Linked DNA regions of Mus musculus: all the other regions are linked to region 1. The links are chromatin contacts, called in public Hi-C, Micro-C, promoter capture Hi-C and targeted proximity ligation maps. All regions are on one chromosome and are shown on one strand. The core of a region is the stretch at or near the end of the contact, and the rest is flanking DNA. Distances in the headings are between cores, read along the strand shown.

Region 1 (3,729 bases), core at 596-3,095:
CACACACACATATATAGGCAAAACACTAGTACACATAAAGTAAATTTATTTTATGTATATGTGTACACAGTAGCTGTGCAGATGGCTGTGAGCCATCATGTGGTTGCTGGGAATTGAACTCAGGACCTCTACTCGCTCCAGCCCCGACAATGTAGCTGTCTTCAGACATACCAGAAGAGGGCATCAGATCTCATTACAGGTGGTTGTGAGCCACCATATGTTGCTGGGATTTGAACTCAAGACCTTCCGCAGAGCAGTCAGTGCTCTTAACCACTGAGCCATCTTTCCAGCCCCAAAAACTTTTATTAAAAGGGGGCCGGATATGATGGTTCATACCTTTAATCCCAGCACTTGGGAGGCAGAGGCAGTCAGACATCTGTGAGTTCAAGGCCAGCCTGGTCTATGTAGTGAGTTCAAGGCTACCAGAGCCACACAGTGAGAAAGTCATAGGCAAAGACTATGATAGCATTTGGAATCTGGCAAAGAAAAGGAACAAATTCTTTCCTAGAGTCTGGAAAAAAATGCAGTTGTGTCGCCATGTTGACTATAGCCCAGTGAGCATTCTAACAGATTACACTTGAGTCATTTTATGCTCTGGCATTTGTTACAGAAATAATGGAAGTTAATATAATATAGGATGTAGTACAAGGTAGATACCACAGTTATTAGCAGCTGCGGCTGGGGACACTGAGATAGAAAAGTATTAAGTTTTGCCTAGTGTCACATGACTGAGTGGGGTTTGGGACAGTTGTCTTCAGAGGACATGTTCTTAATTGTTTCTCAATATCATCTCCCAGGATTTCTTATGGGGAGGAAGAGGAGGAGGAAGAGGGAGAAAAGGAGAAGGAGGAAAAGGAGGAAGAAGAGGGAAAAAGCTGGTAGTAGAGGCCCAGGGAAGAGAGTGAGTCTGACAGCTGGCTCGTGCAAAGCCTGCCTGACTCACAGGGAAGCTCAGAGCTCCTGAACTTAGGGAGAGCAGAAAATTAGTTGTCCCTCTGGCTAGGTTTGAACTCTTTTCTGACTAATCTTCCATCAGTGCTTTGATCATGACAAGCTGGTTTACACGGTGTCCTAGATACAGGTTGTTAAGCAAGCCTCTTTTTCTACATGTGTCCCTTTGCTCAAGCCACCTGCCATTTCCTTCTACCACTTTATTGCTCATTCTTTCCCCCTAGAAGTCTATTCCCACCCCAGCCCAGCTACCACTCCCTGGGAGCGCTTGGATTCAAGAGCTTCAGCATGAAATCCAACATTGCCCTGGGCCTCTTTTCTACGTTGCCAGCAAGCGCCTTAGTCTTGTTCTCATTTTCCCTCATTTTGATAGTTTATGTCCAATATGACTAACCTCGGTGAACTTGCATCCGGCAGGGGACACGATTTTTTCAGAGCAGTCGAGGTATAGAATTTTTGTTTGTTCTTAAAATAAATCTCAACGACACACTCAGTTTTGATTTTCGGGAAAGCATTTGCTTTTCTCTGACTCCCCACTATTTAAAGCCCATCAGGTGCTCAGTAGCTTCTATCACTATTACTGAGGGCGTGTGACCGAGGGTCACCTCCGTTATTGCTAGGGTACCTGCAGTGCACAACAGCACACACTGCACTAAAACATCTCTAGATAACTAAGGGCAGGTCGCGAGGAAAGATGGAGGTGGTGGTTCCCCTCCCCTCCCGGCCACCCCCCCCCCCCGCCCCGATCCCCACCCTCTCCAGGTCATCCTTACCTCCCCAGGGGCGGGCTCCACCCGGGCGGGCCCCACCCACTGCGCCCCACCCCTCCAGGCCCCGCCCCTCCCCGCCCCGCAGCGCCGCGCCGCGCTTGCGCCACCTGCCGCTCGCTCCTGTGGTCCGCGCGCCGCCGCGCCCGGCCGGCGCCTCCGCTTCCAGCCAAGATGGCGGAGAGCTGCGAGGCTCTGGGCACGGTCCCGGAGCACGAGCGGATCTTGCAGGAGATCGAAAGCACCGACACCGCCTGCGTAGGGCCCACCCTCCGGTAAAGTTCTCACATGCCCCGGCTTTCGGGCTGCCCTGACCAGGGACTCCTTAGGAGCCGGGCGGGGCGTCCGCTGCCGGGTGCGCGCGCGTCGGCCCGACAGGTGGTGCGCGCGGGGGCGGGCGCTCGTGGGCTGCGGGACCCGGAGGGCCCGGGCACCTGTCACCGCGCCGCCTGTGGGTGTGGCTGCCAGGGTGTCTCTGACCCGGAGAGCCGCCCCAGCCTAGGGCCTTGATGCCCCAAGGCCCTGACCCCTAGGCGGAGGCTGTCTGCTCTGTGCTGGGGACGAAGGTCACCTGCAGGTGGCCGGCGTGACTGATCCCGGTGCCAAGTTGCGCGCTGATGGAAACCCCAGCGCACTGACTGCTCTGGGCGTGGGAGAATTGAAATTGAGCGGGAGACGCCAGCACCTTTCTCCCACGCTGCAGCACCCTTCTCCCCGGGCGAGACGCGAGCGTGGGCTGACAGCTCGAGTTCACGCAGGGGTGACGATGCTCTTGGGACAGGAAGCTTTTACTTATTGACAAACGTTATGTTGATTTTGTATTAAAATTTCAGCGTATTTTAAATGGATCCAAACCCACTCTCTTTAGGAATAGTACCAGTTAATGAATAGTCCATACCGGACGGAATACTTTCTGCCCCCATAGACTGGTACTGGTACAGAGCTATTAGCCATTAACACTAGGTTAGACACTTCAAGGATTACAATTTCATCTTTTGCAATTAGGATGAATGAACTTGTGGTTCATTAAGGGAATTTGAGACGGATTGTGCTTTGTCAGTAGTCTTTCTTCAGGACACACTTCCTGGAAATGGAATTCTGTTTTCTCACTGTAAATGTAGATAAAATGAAGTCAGTTCAACTTGTAAATTCACTTTGCCCCAGGGAGCCAGATCATGTGGTGTGTTTCTTGTTTCTTTCTCATAAACCTGTCACTGATGACTGAAAAAATCATTTAACCCCCTTGGCCTTGTTTTTGTATTTGTAGAACGGGGTGGGGTTGGGGTGGGGGTGGGGGTGGGAAGTTGTTTAGAACATGAGAGATCTTGCCCATTTATTCTCTACCTCCAAGCACTTAATAGGCAGGTTATGTTTTTTTATTACAGAAAGTTCCTGCTATGATATGCAAAGGCCTCATTAGTATCTTTTAATTTTCTTTTTCTTTCCTTTGTTTTTGTTTGCTAGACAGGGTTTCTCTGTGTAGCCCTGGCTATTCTGGAACTCACTTTGTAGACCAGGCTGTCCTCAAATTCAGAGGTTTACCTGCCTCTGCCTCCCATGTGCTGGGATTAAAGGTGTGCATCACCAATGCCCAGCTCCTTATTGTTAATTTTCTTACATGAATTTTACATATACAGTAGTTTAAAATAGGAGTCAGACTCAAAGAAAACTTTGTGACATCTAGATTCCACTGAAGGACCTCTCCAGTCTCATAGGACAGCCATTCCTTAATGTGTTCATGAAGCAGTTCATTTGCCAGGGGTCAGGAAATGCACTTTTGTCTTTGGTAGCTACCCAGCCAGTGTGGACTAGAAAATGAATCCTCATTGGTATGTTACCCCTGGTTTTCAGGAGGCTGGAAATCAAGTCCCTTTGTTGGACCCTAGGAATGATACACATCAGGACTGGCCATCACCCAGTAGGAGTGGCTTATAATAGAGGTCAGCAGTTTAACGTATTTTGAGACTATTTCACTATATTGCCTTGGCTGTCCTGGAACACACCATGTAGA
Region 2 (3,729 bases), core at 916-3,415, 340 kb before region 1:
CACTAATTGAGAAAATGCCTGACAGTTATATCTCATGGAGGCATTTCCTCAACTGAAGCTCCTTTGTCTGTGATAACTCCAGCTGTGTCAAATTGACACAAAACTAGCCAGTACAAGGCTCTAGATACAAAGTACTTGTAACCTAAGCATAAAGACCCAAATTCCAGCCCCTAGTACTCACACAAAGGCCAGGTGTACCTGTGGCATCTACAATCCTAGCCCCAGGGAGGACAAGGGTAGGCAGATCTCTGGCCAGCTGGTTTAGGTAACCAACAAGCTCTGGGTTCTTTGAGAAACCCAGTCTGGAGAACAATAAATGAATCTACCCAAAGCTGACCTTAGACTTCTGCCCACATACGTGTACCCCCACAAAAAATAATAAAAGTAGCCTTGTTTGTTGGTACAAGCCTTTAAGCACAGGAGACAGAGGGAGGCAAAGTTCTGAGTTCAAGCTCAGCCTAGTGTACCTAGTGAATTCCAGGGCTGCACGGTGAGAACGTGTCTCAAAATAAATAAACAAACATAAAAATGCATATTTCAGAAATTGGAGGTCGAATAAATTTATGTATTTTATTTATATATCCTGACCATGGACGCACTAGTACAAAAATAGATTTACACAGGTAAGAGCTGATTGTAAAAAAAAAAAAAAAAAAAAAAAAAAAAACAAACTACCTTAAGCAATAATTTTGAAAGCCTTTCGGTTCTGGGTGTGGTGGGCCATGCCTATATAATTCCAGATATGGGGAGCTCTAGATAGGAGGATCTCCAAGTCCAGTCATCCCTGTGTTGCAGATACATAGTCCTTGCCAAGGAAAAACTCAAACAAACAAAAGTAGCTTTGATGGTTACTGTTGTGGGATAGGGTCTCTCTCTGTAACCCGAACTGATTTTGAATTTGTGAAGACCCTCCCAGATCTGCTGGCCATGCCTATGCAGCTTTTTGTTTGTCCTTTTGAGACAGAGTCAAACTAATTAGAGTTAGAGGTTGACCTTGAACTCCTAATCCTTCTGCCTCCTCCTCTCCTGTGCTGGGGTTACGGGATTGGACGCCTACCATATCCTTGATTAATTGATTGATTGATTATTTATTTATTTATTTATTTAGCCTAGGCTACTCTGGAATTCATTATACAGACCAGGTAATCCTTCTGTCTCAGTCTTCCAAGTCTGGAATTATAGGCCTGAGAAACCACTCCAGGCTCAAATTTAAAGAAACATTTTCATTTAAAGAAATAGCAAACGTTTTGTAGAAGTTTAAAAAAAAAAAACAAAAAACCAAAAAACCGTAGGCACAACCAACGGAAAACTAGCAAAACATCCCACCAATCACAGCGCTAAACAATGCCACAGGTCGTCCAAATTACGCATCGGTTTAAGTCAACAACAGCTCGTTTCCCCCCTCCAAAGCTATCCCTTCCGGCGTCAGAGAAGACAGAGGCGTGATTTGTCACTTCTTCCCTTTTTGATCCCTCGGCCGGGATCCACCTGCTTAGAAGTGTCAAGGAGCCTTAGGAATGGTTAACGGTGACCAGCTGCGGAAAGAAACAAACACTCCTGACAACCCACAGCTGAGCAAGCAAGGGCTGTTTATTCAGCAGCGTGTCCCCTTTGGAGGCTGCCCGCAAGCCCTCGAAGGCTGGGCGACAGCACCAGAACCGAGAAGGTTCCTGGACAGGCAAAGTGGTTGCTCGCGTCCCACCCCCCATGCTCTCCTATGTCCCCAACACACACACAGAGGCGCCGGTGCGAACAGTCGGGTTACCCACACGCCCCTCCAGAGCAGCCCCGCACTAAGCCACTTGTCCCTCCCCGAAGATGGGCTCTGACGCGGCCGAGGCTGACCCGAGCGCCCGGCCTCGCGCCGCCGCGGCCCGGCGTACTTGACCCGGCCCAGAAACTGGCCCTCCACGCCGCCACCCCTCACCTGGCTCTGTCCCACCTGAGCGCGAGAGCTGAGGGGACAAGACGCGGAGAAGGGGCGCTGACCTTGTTGCTACTGACAGCGGAGCGCCACATGCTGCCGCTTCCCGGACAGCGGCCCGAAGGACATTTTTTTTTCCCCCTGGAGGAAGGAAACGGGAGGGCGCCGGCCCGGCGGCGGCGGGCACGGCGGCGGGGGTCCCGGCGGGCTGTGCAGCCTCTAGCGGGGACGGTCCGAGGACTACATCTCCCAGGCTGCTCCGAGCCGCCCCTGCGTCGTGACCCCGGCGCGCACGGAGGCGGCGACTCTTACCTCACAGAGGTAGCTCCTCCGCCGGCAGCAGCTCGGCGCCCCGGCGGTCCATGGACCGGAACCCTGGGCGGACCGGCAGGAACCCGGGCCGCGACCGCCGCCTCCCGGCCCCAGGCTCCTCCTCCTCACTCCCCGCCGCCCTCTGCGGTCGCCCGCCGGCCGCGCAGCGCCACCGCGGGCCTCTGGGAGCCACGCCGGGAGGCTGTGTGGCGGGTCCGCGGCCGCCGCGGGACTGAGGCCTACTCCGCCGCCTCTCAGTGCTATTGTCCCGGGGCCTGGCCCTGAGCGGGGCTGCGGGCGAGGGCCGAGCTCGCCGGCTCCGCGGAAGATGCCGGACCAAGCCCTTCAACAGATGCTGGACAGGTAGGAGCAACGTGGGGCCGGGAACTGCCGGCCTTCGTCCTGGGCCTGCCCATGCTGGCCTCGAGGCCCCGAGAGCGGGGATCCTGGCGTCCGCCGAGAGTTCCACGGCCCGGAGGCCGGGAAAAGGGCTCTGAGTTTGGAGGTGGCACTGGGGAGAAGAGCGGGCGAGAGGTCAGGGTCGTAGACTTTGAAACTTAGTTAAAGGAGGGAGGTCTACTTTGGCCGCCAGCCTGTTTGGGTTTTTTTTTTTTGGTTGTTGTTTTGTTTTGTTTTTTGAGGTGAAGAGGCGCTATTGTTAACCCATAGTATTAGTTTCTATTTCTCCCCCTCCTCCCCGGACAATGTAGTAAAGGGGTTGACAGCGACGCCACTGGGAAGTACCCGATTGTCATTCTGGAGACTGGTCCCTTGCACTTTCACAATGCAAGGATAGGCATTCCTTCTTTTAAAGCCTGGGTTTCGTTTCTCTTTCCAACTCCCCCACCACCCTCCCCCAATCCCATCCCTACCCCCAAACCGTAAGGTCAGAATATCCACAAGGGAGCCTTAACGGTCGGTCACACTAGAGTAGAGGTTATGGAAAACAGCCACAAGCATGCAACATTGAACACGTAGCACACTTGACGATCGCTAAGTTCCCAGACACGTTTGGGCTTGTACTGGGACCAGTTGCCCATTCCTGGGGTCTCCAGCCACTAAAACTCTTTGAGAAAGTCTACAGCACTGCCCTCTGCCGTTTAAATTCCAGCCAGTGAGTTTTTGGAAACTAAATTAAATCCACCTTTTCACCAAGGCAGCTGCTTGCTGTTCTGACCAATTGGTCGATCTAATTCATAATGTTTGAGGTTGCTTGCAACTCTAAATAGACTAACTGGCCACCCACTTCAGCAGGTGATGCTCTCAATGCACTTAAGATTCAGCTTTGAAACTTATTAAATGAAGGCCCTCTCTTGATTGAGGTTATAGCCATTAACTACTGGGGCTGGGAGGTGGGCATCAAAGATCCATCAGGGAAGGCAAGAAGTTACACCCTCATATTTTATGACAGGATTTAGCCTAAATCTCTGGTACTTAGCAGCTATTCTGCTACAACTAATGAACTTGTCCGTTTCTCCAGTTGTCTAGAAGTC
Region 3 (3,729 bases), core at 381-2,880, 340 kb after region 1:
TGTGGGACTCTGATCAAAGCGACCTGTGTGCAGAAGTGCAGGATTGATTCCAGAACCTTAGAGGTCCCCAGTCAGGCTGGCATTGGGCACAGAATGGTGTGTGCATGCGTGCATGCATGAGTGCATGTGTGCATGTATGTGTGCGTTAGAATTTTTAGGGAGGTGATTGGCCAGCTAAGCATGCTGGCTGCCTGTGAAGACACTGACCATTCATTTGCAGTTCATCTGAACACTAGGGACTGGCTTCCCTCCCTGGAGCATGGCAATCGCAGAGCCAATGTGGTTTCCAGCCTCTAAGCTCAGAGTTAAGTCTGTGTGAGGACAAGTTTCACTATTCACCTCTGTAATTGGTGCCTGTATGGGGCCCAGGGGAAGCCAGGAGGTTGACAAATGAGGTTCGAACCCCACTCTTTTCTTTTGCTCCAAAGATCCCTCATCTATGCTGACTGTAGTGTCTCTTTCACCAAAGATGCTGTGTCTACATCAGCACCAGTCTGTCCAACACTTTCATCACAGGCCAGGTATGACAGTGTACACAGACTCACCTCTCTATAGAGCCTTTGAGTGCCCTCCCCAACTCTACGAGAACGTCTAGGGACTAAGAGGGACTGAGAAGATGCACTTCCCTCTGTACCCCACTAGCGCCCATCTGGTTGGGCATTTCAGAGGGAAGACAGCCATTCTTTGCAGCTCCAAGGTGCATCCAACTTCAGGTGTGGTGGCCCTGGGGACGGGAGACAGGTCACGGCTTGCCCTAGTGTTTTGGGTGCTCACTGCCAGCAGGAGAAACCTTCTGCGTGGAAATTACTTTAATTTGCAGTTGACAAAAGGCAAATTGCTGACATTTTTCTGCTAGGAGCCTGGAATGTAACCTTGCACTACTGCCCCAGACATTCCAGGTGGCAACTTCCATTAGCCGGCCCAGATTTTTAACTTCAAACAGGCTATAGAAAAAAGAAAGAAAGAAAGAAAGAAAGAAAGAGAGAGAGAGAGAGAGAGAGAGGGAGGGAGGGAGGGAGGGAGGGAGGGAGGGAGGGAGGGAGGGAGGGAGGGAGGGAGAGAGAGAGAGAGAGAGAGAGAGAGAGAGAGAGAGAGAGAGAGAGAGAGAGAAAGAAAGAAAGAAAGAAAGAAAGAAAGAAAGAAAGAAAGAAAGAAAGAAAGAAGAACTTAAGTCGTTTTACAGGTGGGCAAACCCACAGTCTTGATTTAACTCCACGAGTTCTCTCCCTTTGAACTCTACTGTTCTGGGCAGCTTAGAGAGCAGAGTCCTTGTGGGCATCCCATCCTGGGGTAGGGTTCTAGCCTTCATTGTGCTCCGCAGCAGTTGCAGTCTGCAGGACGGTGATTTTTAACTGGATGGAAGACCCTTCTGGTTTGGTAGACTGTGTGTAAACTGACTGCGAGGCCACGGAAACAGAGACCTGCTGCACCTCTCTGCAGGAAGCGTAGGATTCAGCAGGATCCCAGGTTCCTTCACGAGTGAATACTTGAATGAATGGGTGGTTTCCCGTTTTTTCTCAAGACCGGAGCATTTTTGTCTGTCTAGTCGTAAACTTCCAGAGCATTCCAGAAGAAAGGGCATCCTTTAGATGCGGTGGTGCTGGTCACCTTCCACTTAAAATATGTCCCAGAGATGCCTGTCTTGGGTGGGGTTCCGGGGAATGCAGACTGAATGGAATGCCTTTTGTGCCAACTGGGAACCTGAGGATGCTGCTGCCATCTTGTGGACAGTATTTGAAATACACGTCTATGTCTTCCCAAGATTCTGGCCCGTTCTACAATGGAATATTTTCCTTTGGAAAGCATTAGGCTGTGTTTCCAGAGCCACCCTTAACTGATTTCTGTTCTCCTGCGGAAGTAACAAAAATGATCGCGATATCAATAAATATATTTATTGGGTTTAAAAAAGTTTAATAAGACCAAGATCTGACGCCCAACTCTCTGCTTTGCCCTAACTCTTGGCCGTTTATGCTACACTTTACCTTGCTGCGTCTTTTTCTTCTTCCGCTGGTGTGGCAGTGCATTTGTACCCAGGATCACATTGTGTCTCAGCTATCTGCTTCCCCAATGGCAGGGACCTGAGAACTGATCAAAGTGTTGGGGGTACAGATTTTTAAAATTAAATCATTCGTTTATGTTTCGGGGTGCGGTGTGAAACTAGGACTTCACACTTGTCAAGGACACACACATTCAACAATTGGGCAACATCCTTGACCTCTGACTACAGAGATTTTTTTTTGACCCCTGTGCACCCATTATGTATTACATTTGGTTTGGAAACACTGTGTGTGTGTGTGTGTGTGTGTGTGTGTGTGTGTGTGTGTGTGTGTGTGTACAAATCCACAGGAGAGGTATGCAGTATGTTCCTGGAGTATATTCTTTGTTTTTTGTTTTGTTTCATTTTGAGACAGGGTCTCACTGTATAGCCCTGTCTGGTCTGGAAATTGTAACGTAGACCAGGTTGGTCTCAAACTCACAAAGATCCGCTGCCTTGCCTCGAATTGGGTTAAAGGCATAGACCACCACATTTAGTTCTTCCGAAATATATTCTAATTGAAGATTGATGTAGATTTTTAATGGGGTGCTTAGCAACCCCATTAGTTACTTGTAAGTTCATTTTTACATGGATCAGTGTCCCCAGGACTGCCCAGGTGAGCTGTAACCATTATTTAAACGGTTGCTTTGTTATTTTTAATTACATGTACACGTCTCTGTGTGGGTCTAGGCACTCTGCTGGTGCCCAAGATCCCAGAGATATCAGATGTTCCTGCAGCTGGAGTCACACGTGGTCATGAGTCAGATAATGTGGGGGCTGGGAACGCAACTCAGGTCCTCTGGAAGAATAATACGTGTGCTTAACCACTGAGCCATCTCTCCAGTCTGAGCTGTTACGGTTATTAAATTCATATCTGCACCCCATTTTGGAGCTCTTGACACAGGGTTGCTCTTGCGGGAAGCCATTTGAATGCACCTGGAGGTGGGAGGGTGGAACAGCAGCCCACAGATGTGGGCACTCAACCAGTCGTACATATACCACAGTCTGTATTTTGAGCTGAACCACCCAAGTGCAGCCTCTAGGTTTAAAGAAGACTTTTGAGCAGTTTTTTTTTCTTCATTGTACTAAATGGAGTCCAAAGGTTCACTTTTTAAAAGCCTTTGTGGTAGAATACAAAACTTAGAATACATTTATAAAAAAAAGACATTGAAACGCTTTAGACCTGCAGGTCCATCCTTTGTGGGTATAAATGTGTCCCTATGTATTAGTGCATTTGAAGGGACCACTTCCTACGCGACCATTTTCCAAGTGCTGTCTCTAGTGAGACCAGTGTCTGTACAGAGGAGGCTGGGGCCTCTCTGAGGCCAGCCCCAGATCACATCCCAATCTGTATACAAGCCTCATGGGGACTTCTGCAACCCCCAGCCACTTGACCTTGAGGCTAGACCTTCCTGGAGAGTGTGGCTTCGTTCTCTGCCGTACCCTCCTCACCCTTTAAAGGCCTGATGGAAATGAACGTTACCTTGGGAAGAATGTAGAAGATAGGCTTTTCATCAGAGGAACACACCGCAGGCGGATCAGCAAAACCCTTTGAGGAATTATTTGCTAGGATTATGCTTCTTGTTAATAAGAAGCCCTTCTGTCCTGTACCAGTAATAAACATACCAGCCAGCCTTGAACTCAGCAACTATAGGAACCATATTGAAATTTTGAGAAAAAATTTTATTTTAGTG
Region 4 (3,729 bases), core at 381-2,880, 320 kb after region 1:
AAACAAACAAAACCTCAGCAACAGAATAGTACATATGTAGTAACTGCACTGGGCAGAATGACACAGGCCTTTAGGCCCAACAATATGGAGACAGAGGAAACAGATCTCTGTGAGTTCAAGGCCAGCCTGGTCTACAAACCAAAGCCCTGTCTTAAAACACACACACACACACACACACACACACACACACACACACACACTGAAAAGCAGATCTCTGAATTTGAGACCAACCTGATCTATAGAGTGAGCTTGAGAACAGCCAGGACTATACAGAGAAAGCCTGTCTTGAAAATAAAGAAGGAGGAAGAGGAGAAGGAGGAGAAGGAGGAGAAGGAGGAGGAGGAAGAGGAGGAGGAAAAGAAGGAGGAAGAGGAGGAGAAGGAAGAGGAGGAAGAGGAGGAGGAGAAGAGGAGGAATAGGAGGAGGAAGAGTTTAAAAAGGAAATCAATGGCTAAATTTTGTCTGTGTCTTTGGTAATTTTCGGTGCTAACAGATGTCATGTGACTAACACAACTTTCCCTAGTTATAAATGATGAGCCATGAGCCATTATAGTTTGCTTTCAGGGCTGAGTATAGCTGGGCTGTAGAATCCATGCATAGCATACATGAGGCCTGGGGTTAATCCCCAGAGTTCTTGTTAAGAGAATTTATCCCAAACTTGGCAATAACCAAAGAAGTTATTGCGTGCCCATCTTCAAATGACACTGGGGAACTATATGACAATATCAACTGTAGACCTGATGCTACAGCAATTATCATTTTGTTTACTGTTTATTCTCTGCTCAGGTCTGGATATTTGTATTTTTCTCCAAATTCATATGCTTAGCCTTAACTCCAAGTGTAATTACACTCAGAAATATCCTGGCTTGTTCTCTATTTTTTCTTACAGATTATAGTCCATTGTGACAGGAAAGTAGGGCTGGAACTCAAGGCAAGAAGTGAAGCAGAGAACATACAGCTTACTGGTTTGCTCTTCATGGCTCACTCAGCTTGCTTTTGATGCAATCCGTGACCACCTGCCTAGAGGTGGCACTGTCCACAGTGGCCTGGACCTTCCCACATCAATCATTAATCAAGAAAATCGACCCCAAAGACTTGCGTACGGGACAAATTCTCAATTGAGGTTCCCTCTTCTCAACTAACTCAGGTTCATGTTAAGTTGACAAAAAACTAACCAGCACGGGGTGGGGGTGAGGGGGATCGGTGACTCCAAGGAAGTAAATTAGATTAAGTAAGGCTGAAAGAGAAGGGCTCTGATCTAATAGGACTCAGTTTATATGAAAGACTCCAGGCTGTACAGACTGAAGAAAGACCAGGTGAGGACACCACAGAAAAGGAGATACCTGAAAGGCAGAAAGAAAGTCCTCACCGGAAACAGTCGCCAAATCCTTGATCTTGGAATCCTGAAACTCAAGAGAATCCTTTTCTATGAGAAGCCACCCAACCTTGGGACTTGGTCTTGACAGCTTGTGTTGACAGTGTGCTATTGCTTAAGGTCTGGTTAGAGTGCTTTGGATATTAACTTGTTGAAGATTGATAATTTGTTTGTGAGCTGTTCCAGTAAAGGCATAAATTGTTTCTGTTTGTAAAATGAAAGCCTCCGAGGTCACTCTTGATGTTTTGGTTGTGAGCCTAACCTTTAACAAAAGAGTCCTCTTTCCAGCCCTAAGGTCACTTTGATTGACAAGTAGAACATTAACCAGTGCATTGAACTTCGTTAATCTGTTTTTCTGCTTTGTGAAATGCCATTGACGTTCTCACCCAACTGGGCACAATGGTTTGGAGTCCCAGATACCAGAGAGGCTCAAGATTTCCTGAGGCCAGCCTGGTCTGCATGGTGAGCCCTTCCTCCATCTCTTTAATAAATAAATAAATAAATAAATAAATAAATAAATAAATAAATAAATAAAATGGCTTCTCTCTTCCAAGGTTGCTGTAAGATTAAGTTTAGCACATAGAATACCCACTGTGCACTGCTACACACAAAGTAAGCTGTCCATCAAATGACAGCCACTGTAGCATTTAGATAGGAGGCCCACAGGTGCATTTATAGAGTTCTGTGGTGTCAAAAGATATGAACGGTCAATAGACAAAAGGGAAGGCACTTCATAGTTTGAATTTCAAGATCTCTTTAAAAAGTAGAAGGCTAAAAAGAATGAATTTATGAAATTCCTAGGCAAATGGATGGACCTGGAGGGCATCATCCTGAGTGAGGTAACCCAATCACAAAGGAACTCTCACAATATGTACTCACTGATAAGTGGATATTAGCCCAGAAACTTAGGATACCCAAGATATAAGATACAATTTGCTAAACACATTAAACTCAAGAGAACGAAGACCAAAGTGTGGACACTTTGCCCCTTCTTAGAATAGGAAACAAAACACCCATGGAAGGAGTTACAGAGACAAAATTTGGAAGTGTGACGAAAGGATGGACCATCTAGTGATTGCCATATCCAGAGATCCATCCCATGATCAGCTTCCAAATGCTGACACCATTGCATACACTAGCAAGATTTTGCTGAAAGGACCCAGATATAGCTGTCTCTTGTGAGACTATGCCAGGGCCTAGTAAACACAGAAGTGGATGCTCACAGTCAGCTATTGAATGGACCACAGGGCCCCCAATGGAGGAACTAGAGAAAGCACCCAAGGAACTAAAGGGAACTGCAACCCTATAGGTGGAACAACAATACGAACTAAGCAGTACCCCGGAGCTCTTGTCTCTAGTTGCATATGTATCAAAAGATGGCCTAGTCGGCCATCACTGCAAAGAGAGGCCCATTGGACTTGCAAACTTTATATGCCCCAGTACAGGGGAACGCCAGGGCCAGGGGGAGGGGGTGGGTATGGGGGACTTTTGGTATAGCATTGGAAATGTAAATGAGCTAAATACCTAATAAAATATGGAAAAAAAAAGTAGAAGGCTGGGGCTGGAGAGATGGCTCAGCGGTTAAGAGCATTGACTGCTTTTCCAAAGGTCCTGAGTTCAATTCCCAGCAACCATATGGTGGCTCACAACCATCCATAACAAGATCTGGCACCGTCTTCTGGAGTGTCTGAAGACAGCTACAGTGTACTTATTTAAAAAAAAAAAAAAAGTAGAAGGCTGAACGGGGTGTGATTGCGCTCGCCTTTAATCCCAGCACTCGGGAGGCAGAGGCAGGCGGATTTCTGATTTTGAGTCCAACCTGGTCTACAAAGTGAGTTCCAGGACAGCTAAGGCTATACAGAGAAACCCTGTCTCAAAAAAAAAAAAAAAAAAAAAAAAAAAAAAAAAAAAAAGTAAAAGGCTGGGGAATACCAGGCTCAATTATTGTCTGACAGCTAACAAGTCTAAGTGGGTGGCATCTGGGATGGGCAGGCCCTGCTCTATTTGCTGCCAGCCACACCTAAGTCCCTTTGTTCCTCTGCATTACCTGCCTGGCCCTCAGGGTTTTGGTGCCCAATCATCTTTCTGTCTCCTAGTTGAAATAACCTTTGGCACAGATTCCAGAAGCCCCAGAACCAGGACCACTTAATAGGGGAGTCTCAGAGCTTCATGGTTCAATCTGCTAATGTGTAGTGTCTTCACATTACACTAACTCTTCTGTTCTCCAAGAAGGGCATGAAGTAGTGCACTGTATACTTAGACAAGGCACAAGGTTGGAAAAAGCTTCTTCCTGGGGCACGCTAAGGTCAACCAACCTGTGAGAGTCAATCAACCTGTGAGATACTCTACATGAC
Region 5 (3,729 bases), core at 313-2,812, 290 kb before region 1:
AGTCATCAAAGAATGAATGTGGACATTTACCTCCACTTGCCAACGCAAACCTCACTAGCATAACAGCAGAGATTTAAGTTTAAAGGTCAACCTCAGAATAAACAGGCCCTGCAAGGAGAAACAGAAGCACGAAACCTGATATATGTTAGCTTTTCAGCAAACACGAGAAAACCCAAATGAGTAGGCAGGCCTTGTGCCTCATCCTGTAATCCTATCACTGGGGAAGCTGAGGCAGGAGGATCACCTTGAATTCAAAACCAGTCTGGACTACATAGCAAGCTACTGCAGAGAAAGGTTAGAGACATGACTTAGGCTTAAGAAAACACACACTCTCTCACATACACATGTACACACATACACATACACATTCATTCATACAATATACTCATTCATATATATATATATATATATATATATATATATATATATATATATACACGCACATAGTTAAATATACACACTCACAATACACATAACACATTCATACACACTAACTCATATGTGTATATGTATAGTTACATATGCATACTCTCACATATTCATAACACAGTATACATTCATACTCATACATATATACACACTCATACACAAGCATTTACTCATATACTCACTCATATACACATACTCTTTTTTTATACACACATACACAATACACACTCATATACACAATTTAAATAATAAATATATTTATGAAATTGAAAGAGAGAGGTTAAGTCAGCAAGGTGTACCTGCAATTTTTTCCCCTGCTGAGTACTTAAAAGCTCTGAACAGCAGAATGGGGAGGGAGTCAGTCAGTCAATTGAGAATTCATGTCTGATCCCTAGCACACACACAAATCAGGCCTGGTAGCACACACTTGTAACCCCAGTGCGGGCAAGGCAAAGGCAGGACAGTCCCTAGGCTTTGGTGGCCAGCCAGCCTATCCTTCTTTGTGAGCACCGTTTCAAGAGCAAGATAGATAGCTCCTGGAAAATAATATCCAAGGACGACTTCTGCCGCCCTCCCTCGCCCCCCCCCAGCCCCCCCCCCCCACACACACACTGAAGGGATGAACAAGGACTCACTGCAAATAAGATTTACAGTGATACAGGTTACAATGCTCACTGCACGGGCAGACCATTGGAGATTTACTCTCCCAAGTGACGACTCAGCAAAGCTCTGGACTTCAGGGCCTCAGTCACCCCTGCAGGCAGCAAGGCTGTTCTGAAAAGAAGAGAATCCATAAGTGCCTAGGCGCCTAGCCACGCCCCATTCCCACAAACCCTTGTCTGCTCAGCATCCTGGATGGTAGCAGGTAATTTCGGTGTGGCTTTCAGGCTACCTTTACTGTTTCTGATTTCTTGTAGAAGTCCACATTGCAATTCCTTTCTGGGTGGCGGTTTGGTAACGTATCAGAATCCTTAACCGTGGTTGTTAGGCGCGAGGACCCACAGCTTCGTGGCTGTCCTGGGCTTCTCTGACCTCAGCTCCAGCTTCGAGGGACTCCGGGCTGACCCAGAGTTTGCCAGAGCTGCAGGAGGTGTTGGATCACTCAGAGAAGATGTTTGTGCAAAGCGAAAGTCTACTGAAAACTGCTCAACAAGGCACTGGACGCTATGGTCAAAGTGCACACGGTATTGCCAAACATCAAGAGTTTTGAAGAAGAGCCAACAACAGTTTTGAGCAATTTGGGTGAAGGAGGGCGTTCTTTCTGACTGGACATGTGACCCTTGCCCCTAGTTCCGGGCTGCTGTTCTGTGGATCCAACTCTTGTTTGTAAATCAGCCTCAGAGGCTGAAGATGTCTGTCTGCCTCCCAGAGGATGGGCGACTTCAGGGATAGGACTCAAAGAGAGCAAGCTCCGAGCTTCCAGGCACAGAGCCAGCTGGTGCAAGGAAAACGACCAGGGGCAAAAAGGAGCACCACACAAAACAAACGCAGTCTATTGTCCAAAAAGACCTACAGTCATTAATATGATCAAGCTGAACAGCAGGGAGTCAAAATAGCCAAGGGAACAGAAAACCATTTAACAAAAACACAAAAAAGGCTCAATCCATTAGCGCTCAATACTCCAGCAACGCACCAGACAGTAATCGACCTATCAGAGAGAAAATGCACAAAGCCAAGTGGAACCTAGCCAGTCCTAGCCGGTGCCGTTAGTCATCTGGATCTGTTGACATTTGAAGAACACTCATCCGACAAGTATGGGTGAACATCACTCTCAAATTCAGATAAAATATTCGCTGAGGTTACATTCCAGACTGAAAACCACACTTAAACAAGCTTAAAAACAAAAGCCCTAGAAAATAGGCGTCGGCATCTGGCATGATAACACTCACCTCTCATCCCAGCACTCAGGACTGTGAGCTAGAAGCTTGGCCTCTAGCAAGCCACTATCTGGAAGCAAACAAATGCATGATCTTGGAGTTGAGTGAAATTAAACTAAGAATAGTGGAAACATTGCCGGGAAACCTCTAAATATTTGACAAATGCACGCTATATTTCTAAACTGGTGACACATGCTGTTAGACCCAAATACTTGCCAGCAGAGGTAGGAGGATTTTTTTTTTTTTTGAGTCCACAAAGTCCAAGGTCATACTAGACTAGGCTTACCATCTTAGAATTGCAAAAAACAAAAGGCACATCACCACCCAAAACAAACCAAAATGAATTTATTTCTAAATGTCACATAGGTCAAAGATGTCTCAAGAGAAACCTGAATATTTTTTTTTTAAGATTTATTTATTTATTATATGTAAGTACACTGTAGCTGTCTTCAGACACTCCAGAAGAGGGCGTCAGATCTTGTTACAGATGGCTGTGAGCCACCATGTGGTTGCTGGGATTTGAACTCTGGACCTTCGGAAGAACAGTTGGGTGCTCTTACCCACTGAGCCATCTCACCAGCCCGAAACCTGAATATTTTAAACTGAATGAAAATATAATGTATTCAAATGTGTGTGTGATACAACAAAAACAGAGTTGGGGTGGGGCAGATCTGCAACACTGAATAGCACATGTAAGAAAACAGTGGCCAGTGTAGGTGCCTGCAGCCTTGGCACTTAGGAAGAAAAATGATGAAAAATATCTGTAGATACAAGCGATGTAATTAGGTGAATAAGATACATTTGTAGTACTAATTTTTCCAAATTAGTTTTAAAATCAGTTCCTGGCGTTTTCTCCAATGATGACAAGAATTCTTTGGAGGGGAAACAACAGGACCAAGAATAATCTCACCTACCTTCTTTTTGGACAGGGTCTAGCTGTGTAGCCCCAGCTAAGCCTAAAACTTGCCATCCTCCTGTCTCAACCTCCTAAGTTCTGGGATTACAGGTGTGCACGCCTGGCTCTTGTCACATTTTTTGCTGATTTCTATATTACATAAATGGGAGTTGGCGGTGACATCAGGTTTTGTGTGGAACAGTCTCACTGAGAAGTGCTTTGTCTCCGCCTCGTGGTCAGGACTGGCTTTGCACTGTCAGCAGCACCCTTCCGCAGGCTAGTTCAATCAGAATGGCTAGAATAGCATCAGAATATGATCTAAATAAAACTCAACGAAGTTCTTATCATACAGATCAAAGTGTGGATACTTCGATTCTTCTTAGAAGGTGGAACAAAAAACCCGTGGAAGGAGTTACAGAGACTGAAGGATAGGCCATCCAGAGACTGTCCCACCTGGGGATCCATCCCATATACAACCACCAAACTCAGACACTATTGTGGATGCCAACACGAGCTTGCTGACAGGAG
Region 6 (3,729 bases), core at 605-3,104, 270 kb after region 1:
TTTCTAAATATTCCCACATTCAGCTTTGGCTCCAGAGGGCAGGGTACATATTAACAGTTCCTGGGACCCAACCATGCTTTCTGTTTTATTGTCTTCCTTCTGTTCTTCTCTAGGATTTGTACCCTGTGTGCAGCAGGGTCTTACTTATTACTAACAACAACAACAACAACAACAACAACAACAACAACAAGAGGCCAAAGTCAATGGTCAAATAGATTTTTTTTAAATTATAAACTAATATATACTCAATATGACAAGTAAAAGAATAATCCATGTATGTGATGGCTGCTAACACTTTTAATCATAGTCCTTGAGAGGTAGAGGCAGGTGAATCCAAGTTCAAAGCCAGCCAGGTCTACAGAGCAAGTTTCAGGATGACCAGGGCTACACAGAGAAACCCTGTCTTGAAAATCCAAAGAAAGAAAGGAAGGGAGGGTGGGAGGAAGGAAGGAAGGAAGGAAGGAAGGAAGGAAGGAAGGAAGAAAGAAAGAAAGAAAGAAAGAAAGAAAGAAAGAAAGAAAGAAAGAAAGAAAGAAAGAAAGGAGAAAAATCCAGAAAAGTAGATAGCAAACACAATTCTCTGAAAAATCAACTACCCAAAACTCAAGACAACCAAAATTACCACAATCTTCTAGTCTTTTTTTCTCCGATTTGTAGGTTTTTCTTGTATAACTGATGCCAGCAAATAGTCTATGATTCCTTAGAATCATTGAAGTGATAAAATAAAATGACTTTGGATTTTAAGATCTCAATATGAAGAGTGAGTGTTCTTTGAGGATGGTTTAACTCAGTGGACCTCGACTGTGTTTGACCTTGTCCCACAGAGGACATTTAACTATCTAAAGACATTTTTGGTTGTCATAGCTTGGAAGAGCGAGGCTGGTGCTTGCATTTAATGTAGAGAGGTCTAGCATGCTTCTGAGCATCTTGCCAGGACAGTGCCCACAACAAGGAATTATCTGGCCCTCATGTCAATAGTGCCGAGATTTGGAAGCCTGTGTTTACCTGATACCTTTAGGTGTAGTGTTTTTGTCAGTGTTGAATACAGGCAAGCCGAAGCCTATGTATCTCCATGACGGGGTGAGGGGGACCCTGGGGGAGGGGGGGCCTGGGGGAGGGGGGGAGAAGTAGAGGGTTCAGCCTGATTATGTTGTAAGAGAGCCTGAAGTTTTGGCCTCACCTCCTATGAAGCCAGAATTCCATTTCTGCATCTGGTAGGTTGTTTGGTGCGGCATAGCACAAATGCTTTCCTGGTGAGACACTGTCCCACTGCTTTGTCAGAAATGGGGAATAAGCCCAGAGGCCCCGGGAGGAAAGCCACAGTGCCACTCCCACAAACCACGAGAAGAGTCTGGGGTGATAAACCAGAGAGCAGAGACAGAATGGAAACTAAGACCAGGGCAGAAACATACAAGTGTATTCCTGCAGCTGCTACTGAGGTACTACAGGAAACTGGTGGGATCCCAACCAAGAGAGGCTTTGACACTGGGGCTGCTCAGAGGCTCAGTTCCTACTGCCTTTCACCTCCTTCCATCCTGAGGGAGCTGCTTCAGGAACAGATCCGCTAGTGAGACTGAAATGGGGCAGCAAATAGAGACTTCACCTGTGAGTTCATCTGTCAGAACTGCTGTAGCGAAGCACTACACATGGAGAGGCTCACCCAACAGACATCTTTTCTCACTTTCTGGAGGCTGGAAGTCTGAGATCAAGGTCTCGACAGGGCCACGTTCCCTTGGAAAGCACTGAGGAAAAAAGCCTCACTCCTGGCTTCTGGTAGACCCTTGGCTTGTGTCAGGGTTTCTCCAGTCTTCACATGGTATTCTCCCTCTGTGCATGTCTGCCTCCAAATTTCCCCTTTTTATAAGAACCACCAGTCATGTTGGGTTAGGGGCCCTCCCTATTCCAATATGACCTCATCTCTACTTAATTACTTACATCTGCAACAACTGCTTTCCCAAATAAGGTCATATTCTGAGGTATGAAGGTTTAGGACATCAGCATATAAATTCTAAAGGCTCAGAATTCAACCTATAACTTAGTGCTCAGAAAGGGGTTTCAGAGCTGCTAGGCAAGAGGGAGGGTCTGAACCAGGCTGGATGCTAAAGGATGCTCACCAGTGACAGGCACATCCCTGTGCAGAGGTCTGCTTCCTGGAGAGGATCACAAGCCTTTCTGAACCTGGGGATAGGGATGAGAGAACCCAGAATGGTCAAGGGGGATTTAGATAAGAGGACTCTGAGCCATCTATAGAGGTGGAAGATCTAACTTATTGCCAAGAACCCAGGTGACCTAAACCAAAGTGAAGAGGGGGATAAAAGGAGGAAGGAAGATTAAATACTGGGATAGACAGTGACGTAGAAACAAAAATGAGAGTTGTGCTTCATCATATCCTATTCTGGGATGGAAATCTTGCAGGCTGGAAATGCACTATTAAAAATTATTTGATTTGAAACCCCACTCTGGTGCCTGCCACAAGCCTCCAGGCAAACTATACCTAAAACAATCCCCATCCCAGGACCACATAGCCAGACAGGGAACAAGCCTGAGAGAATTCCAAGTCTAGCACCATGGAGTCCAGTCCCAAGAGGAATCTAATCCCAGGGCCATGCAGGCCCAGGTGGGCAGAGATCATTCATGCCCATCCAGTGCCATCCTCAGCCCAGTGCCTCACAGGCCCAGGAGGGCAGACTATACTCAAGATGACCCCAGCTCAGTGCCACACAGCACGGGTGGAGCACTTCTGAGGCCATTCCTGAGATGACTCCGGACACTCATAGGCCCTGGGCTGCACTAAGCTGGGCAAGTAAGTGGTGGAGAATGGAAGAGAAAGAGAAACAGAAAGATGTGGGCACAATGAAGAGAGGCAGAACTGGAGACTTGAGGGTAGTGAGGAACAGCCATGGTGAGGCCCTGACCCTTGTTGCCACCTAGAGCCATAGCAGGGCTCTGTTACCACTAAAAGCCAAGCATACATCCCTGGTCTGGGCTGATGTTCTGGGGCCATGTTGATTTTTGAGGGCTGTGCAGAGCTGGCTTTACCTCTCTCAACCAGAGAACCTGGGAGAGCTGGGCCCAAAGACATGAGAGCAGGGAAGTTGGCCCTGCCCCTCACCAGCTGCGGTACTAGGAGAGCAGTCCCCATCCCTGGCACAGGAATCACAGTAGAACTGTCTCTGGTTTCGGGAGTTGCAGATGAGCCAACCCTGAGGATGTGAACATGGGAGGGCTGGCCCTGCCACTTGTCTGCCATGCAGTAGCATAGGTGAGGGAGAGATGTCACCCTCCACCCCATCCCTCATCACCTATGGCAGGTGGGAGAGCTGGCCCCAAGGTAATGAGAGCCCGAGAGCTGCCCCTGTCCCTCAATGGCTGCAACACTCTGGAGAGAGGGCTCTGCACCTTGCCTGGGCAGCACAGTAGAGCTGGTTCTGGTTTGGAGGGGGTGGGTGGGGGATGGGGTTGGGATTGGGGTGTTTTTGGGCAAGCCAGTCCTGAGAGCATGAGAACAGAGAGCTGCCCCAGCCCTTTCAGGCTGCTGCATTGGGTGAGTTAGGTAGGGCAGTGCTGGAGAGCTCGTCTAGTTGATGGAGGTGCAGGAGAGCTGGCAGGGTGACCAGCTTAACTACTACCCAGGCCCAGATCCAGGGCTTTGAGTTGGTCCACCTCAAGATCTACCCCATCTATGATCTGCTAGAGTATATGAAGGGACAGTCCTACTGCTCCAAAGCT
Region 7 (3,729 bases), core at 547-3,046, 270 kb before region 1:
TAAGGAATATGTTCTTATCTGCATTTGTGACTGTTCTAAAAGTACTCCTGCCAACGATTCCAAGTGAGTGCTATGATCTCAGTGCAGCTTAGTTTTCCTCAATTTTTACTTTTGGCGACAGAGTCGCATATTCCAGCTGGCTTCTAACTCATTATCTTGGTTTATCATTCTCCTGCCTCCACCTCCAAGTGCTGAGATACAAGCACGTACCACGCCCACCTTCGTTCTGTGCTAGGCAAGTACTCTACCAGTTAGACCACATCTCTAGCCCAGATTTCTTTTTTTAGCCTGCAAGTTACCTTGTAGCCCAGCTTGCCCTTGAACTCAGAGAGATACAACTGACTCTGCATCCCAAGTGCTGGGACTAGTGGAGCACATCACCAAGCCCCACAAGATTTATTTTTGTGTGTGATATGTGTATGTGTGTGTGTGTGTGTGTGTGTGTGTGTGTGTGTGTGCACGCGCACGCACGTGTGTAGCTGTGCTCATGAATGTAGGCACCTATGGAGGACAGAGGGTATCAAGATGCCCTCAAACTGGAGTGAGTTATAGGTGGTTTTAAGTCCCCAAAATGGATGCTGGGAACAGAAGTCAGGTCCTTTCCAGGAACAGCGCATGCATGACCTCACCCGCTTAGCCATCTCTCCAGCCCTCACAATTCATATCTCATTAGCTGTATGAGAGTTTTATTCTCTGACTCCTCTATACGCAAGTACTAGACAATTCCAATGTCAATCTCCTCTAAATTACTGCCTGCCTTCACGTATATGGCTCACCAATCAGGGAAATTCTGGCAAAATCACCTACTTGTAACCATATTTCTATAAACGAGGCTTCCTGTAGATCTCTGACATGAAACCATATATTATTTCCAAGCACACTCAACTCATTGTAATTATGCCACATTGTAATACAGCACATTTCAACTTACTGTCAGGGAGCTGGACTTCTCTGTACCGGACTAGCTGACTTGGAAGGAGAGGTTTGGTGTGAGCATGCTCGATAAGAGTGTCTTCTACCATCTGCATAACTCCTAAGGCAGCCTGGAGGAAAGGAAATGCCATAGTGTATTATAAAAACCACAGTACATCCTGTCTTGTGAAAATCAATACAGCCTACTGGATTGCCCATTACAATAAACAAAAATATATGTTCCTAAAAACGGACTTTAGGGCTAGAGAGACTGCTCTTCCATAGGTCCTGAGTTCAATTCCCAGCAACCACATGGTCGCTCACAACCATCTGCAATGTGATCTGACGCCCTCTTCTGATGTATTTGAAGAGAAGACAAATACAGTGTACTCATATACATAAAATTAATAAATAAATCTTTTTTAAAAAGCCAGTCTTAAAAAACCCCAACAGATTTTAAACATTAAATTCATTTAATCCTTTCCAAATGGATAAAAACTGAGTTTGTCAATCAGTACAGTAGTAGTGAAAAGAGAGAGAGACATCTAAGCAACTATCCACATAGTGCTGACACAGGGACTAAAGGCCTTTCTAAAGATGGAGAGGTACTGGGAAGGAGACATTAGCTCCATGTCAGTGACCTTGACCACAGAAGCCGGAACAGAAAAGATACTCGTGAGTATGCATTGTGAATTAAACCACAACGAGCAAGCATCTGAGCCTAGCATGTTGTTCTGGGGGACATATGGAGTGGTCGCGAGTCCAGGCCTGTGATCTGCAGAACAGACGAAATACATTTTCATAAGATTGCATGTCTAGTATACAGCAGTGTCGGGGTTTGCAGGTCCTGATTTCTGCATTCTGAGAGACTGCACCGGGTAGGGGTAATCAGTTTCACTTCTTCTCTGGCTGTATAGGCCAGGCCAGCCACGAGCCTAAGTTAACTATCATAATTCTATTTCTCACATGTCCTTCCGACCTGCTTCCTGAGAAAGCTGAGTTAATTCTAATGTGTTTAGCATTGTGCTGGTTAGGTCTTGAGAGAGAATAGAGGAAATAATCTTACAGTGGTCTACAAAAGCCTGCTAGAACTTCACCTCGTACCTGCTTGGTTATGTTTCCATGGAGAAGTGCTTCAATATGCAGCCGTGACAGCAGCTGAGGTATGAAGGCCTTAAGTCGGGGGAGGGTAACATCTGAAAGAGTAAGAAATAGGATGATCTGTGTATAAATATAAAAACAAAGCTTTGTATCGGAAAGAGTTTCAGATTTATAGAAGACTTGTAAAAATACTAGTGTTCCTTTATATCATTCACCCAGTTTTGTCTAATATTATCATCTTTCAATAACTTTAATAGGATTATCAAAGCCTAAGCAAGCAATACTGACAGACACTTTTTTCAAGGTTCTTTAGCTCAAACCCGAGGCCTTGTACGTGCTGGGCAAGCACTCTCTCACTCAGCTGCACTCCCAGCTGCTACACATTGCTAACCAGAGATGAGGCTTTATTAGGATTTTTAAAGGTTTTTGTTGTTTGTTGTTTTGAAACAGTGTCTCACTGTGTTGCTCTGGCTGTCCTAGAACTTGCTAGTTAGACCAGGCTGTCCTTGAACACCACAGGATCTACCAGTCTCTGCACCATAGTACTGGGATTAAGGTATGTTCCACCAATCCTGGCCTTGGACTTCATTACTACACTAATACCCTTTTTTCATCCAGGACTTATCTCTACTCCTATATTGTAATTACCTGTCACACACCCTTCCTGTCTCTCACTGGAGAGTTCCTCAGAACTCCTTTACTTATCTAGGGTCATCTCAAGGTCATGTATGTAACAGTAGGGAGGTGCACTAGGGAGGCAATGCCCATCAAACATCTGCACAGGCATGTGTCACGGCACTGGATATGTTACAACAAACTGCTTGGCTACGGTGGTGTCTGCCAGGTGCTTTCATTGTAAGCATACTGCTCTACTCTGGGTAGTAACGGAGTAGGGTGTACATGTTCCACATGCAACTTGGAAGTGCCCACCACCAAAAACTATCAAAGTCAAATTTTACCATTATAATTAATAAATACCTGTTGGAAGAAAAAAGTTGAGACTATATAAATATACAGATTTCCCTCAAATTTTTAAATTAAAAATTTTTACACTATTCATCCATCCATCCATCCATCCATCCATCCACCCACCCACCCATCCATCCATCCATCCATCCATCGATCCAGTGTGTGGTGGTCCAGGGTGGAGAGAGAAGCTCATGCATGTGGTAGTGACAAATGTACGGGTGGGAGCGTGGGGGTGTGGGAAGGACAACATACAGCGTCAGTTCAGTCCTCCTACCACACGGGAATCCAACTCAAGGCATCAGGCTTGGTGGCCAGCACATTTACTCTTCGAGTAATATCACTGACTGGATTTCCCTCGAATTTTTACTAATTTTAGCATCTGTAGGTGGCACTGCTGTGGCAATTGTTATTACAGTATCCCAACAGTAAGTTCTCTACCACTCCCATTCCTTTTTCACATATTGGTCCTTCTTTAGGAACTTATTAAGTTAATTAATTAAAAACCTAATAGGTCAGGCATTTTATAGATACTGTTTTTCAATCCAAAAGTATGTGCAACTATCTTAATTTTAAAGGTTACACACACATGCATGCACGCACGCACCCGCACCCTTGGAGTCTTATCTAAGTCTAAAGTCTTACTTAAAGCCACTGAGCTGCAAGTCACTGCAGAACTGGAACATGGTCCACTCCCACTGTGTTGCCTTGGGGATCTCTTCTCTAACCCTCACCTGCTCTGTCTCCATC

What was found. Promoter capture Hi-C pulls out the DNA fragments that hold promoters and counts their contacts. Hi-C and Micro-C count contacts between places; a contact is called where the count stands out from the background.
Region 2: a contact with region 1 is called in a Hi-C map of CD8 T cells, with 5 times the contacts expected there. A contact is called at or near these places in 3 of 484 Hi-C or Micro-C datasets (CD8 T cells and embryonic stem cells), 4 of 130 datasets of targeted methods (embryonic stem cells, memory CD8 T cells and pancreatic cancer cells) and 1 of 9 other capture datasets (liver).
Region 3: a contact with region 1 is called in a targeted proximity ligation map of extraembryonic endoderm stem cells. A contact is called at or near these places in 1 of 39 promoter capture datasets (hippocampal neurons), 46 of 484 Hi-C or Micro-C datasets (B cells, the Ba/F3 cell line, the C10 cell line and 29 more), 24 of 130 datasets of targeted methods (the G1E-ER4 cell line, the HPC-7 cell line, the NIH/3T3 cell line and 17 more) and 1 of 9 other capture datasets (embryonic stem cells).
Region 4: a promoter capture Hi-C map of liver shows a contact between it and region 1, with 3 times the contacts expected there. A contact is called at or near these places in 1 of 39 promoter capture datasets (liver), 2 of 484 Hi-C or Micro-C datasets (embryonic retina and nephron progenitors) and 5 of 130 datasets of targeted methods (bone marrow-derived macrophages, embryonic basal ganglia, embryonic forebrain and 2 more).
Region 5: a contact with region 1 is called in a Micro-C map of embryonic stem cells, with 2.4 times the contacts expected there. A contact is called at or near these places in 4 of 39 promoter capture datasets (embryonic stem cells, liver, pre-B cells and 1 more), 8 of 484 Hi-C or Micro-C datasets (B cells, the G1E-ER4 cell line, the N1E-115 cell line and 2 more), 7 of 130 datasets of targeted methods (the NIH/3T3 cell line, embryonic stem cells, large pre-B cells and 2 more) and 1 of 9 other capture datasets (embryonic stem cells).
Region 6: a contact with region 1 is called in a targeted proximity ligation map of pancreatic cancer cells. A contact is called at or near these places in 1 of 39 promoter capture datasets (pre-B cells), 1 of 484 Hi-C or Micro-C datasets (the N1E-115 cell line) and 4 of 130 datasets of targeted methods (large pre-B cells, pancreatic cancer cells and pro-B cells).
Region 7: a targeted proximity ligation map of bone marrow-derived macrophages shows a contact between it and region 1, with 4 times the contacts expected there. A contact is called at or near these places in 5 of 39 promoter capture datasets (the 3T3-L1 cell line, 3T3-L1-derived adipocytes, hippocampal neurons and 2 more), 5 of 484 Hi-C or Micro-C datasets (the Ba/F3 cell line, the G1E-ER4 cell line, the N1E-115 cell line and 1 more), 1 of 130 datasets of targeted methods (bone marrow-derived macrophages) and 2 of 9 other capture datasets (adipose tissue and embryonic stem cells).

Annotation. Positions count from the first base shown.
Region 1 is chr19:37,548,573-37,552,301 of GRCm38.p6, forward strand. Exoc6 (exocyst complex component 6) reads left to right here and starts at 1,846. Exons shown (of 22, transcript NM_175353.2): 1 at 1,846-1,993. The coding sequence starts at 1,893.
Region 2 is chr19:37,205,306-37,209,034 of GRCm38.p6, forward strand. Cpeb3 (cytoplasmic polyadenylation element binding protein 3) reads right to left here and starts at 2,166. Exons shown (of 11, transcript NM_001290827.1): 1 at 1,990-2,166. It overlaps Marchf5 (membrane associated ring-CH-type finger 5), which reads left to right and starts at 2,240. Exons shown (of 6, transcript NM_027314.3): 1 at 2,240-2,599. The coding sequence starts at 2,565.
Region 3 is chr19:37,885,276-37,889,004 of GRCm38.p6, forward strand. No RefSeq gene overlaps it. Among named protein-coding and RNA genes, the nearest start is that of Gm52397, 99 kb to the right of the region's middle.
Region 4 is chr19:37,866,146-37,869,874 of GRCm38.p6, forward strand. No RefSeq gene overlaps it. Among named protein-coding and RNA genes, the nearest start is that of Gm52397, 120 kb to the right of the region's middle.
Region 5 is chr19:37,262,533-37,266,261 of GRCm38.p6, forward strand. 4931408D14Rik (RIKEN cDNA 4931408D14 gene) reads right to left here and starts at 1,563. Exons shown (of 3, transcript NR_040299.1): 1 at 1,322-1,563; 2 at 1,065-1,203.
Region 6 is chr19:37,820,102-37,823,830 of GRCm38.p6, forward strand. No RefSeq gene overlaps it. Among named protein-coding and RNA genes, the nearest start is that of Cyp26a1, 120 kb to the left of the region's middle.
Region 7 is chr19:37,283,190-37,286,918 of GRCm38.p6, forward strand. Ide (insulin degrading enzyme) reads right to left here. Exons shown (of 25, transcript NM_031156.4): 18 at 2,017-2,108; 19 at 932-1,043. Among named protein-coding and RNA genes, the nearest start is that of 4931408D14Rik, 21 kb to the left of the region's middle.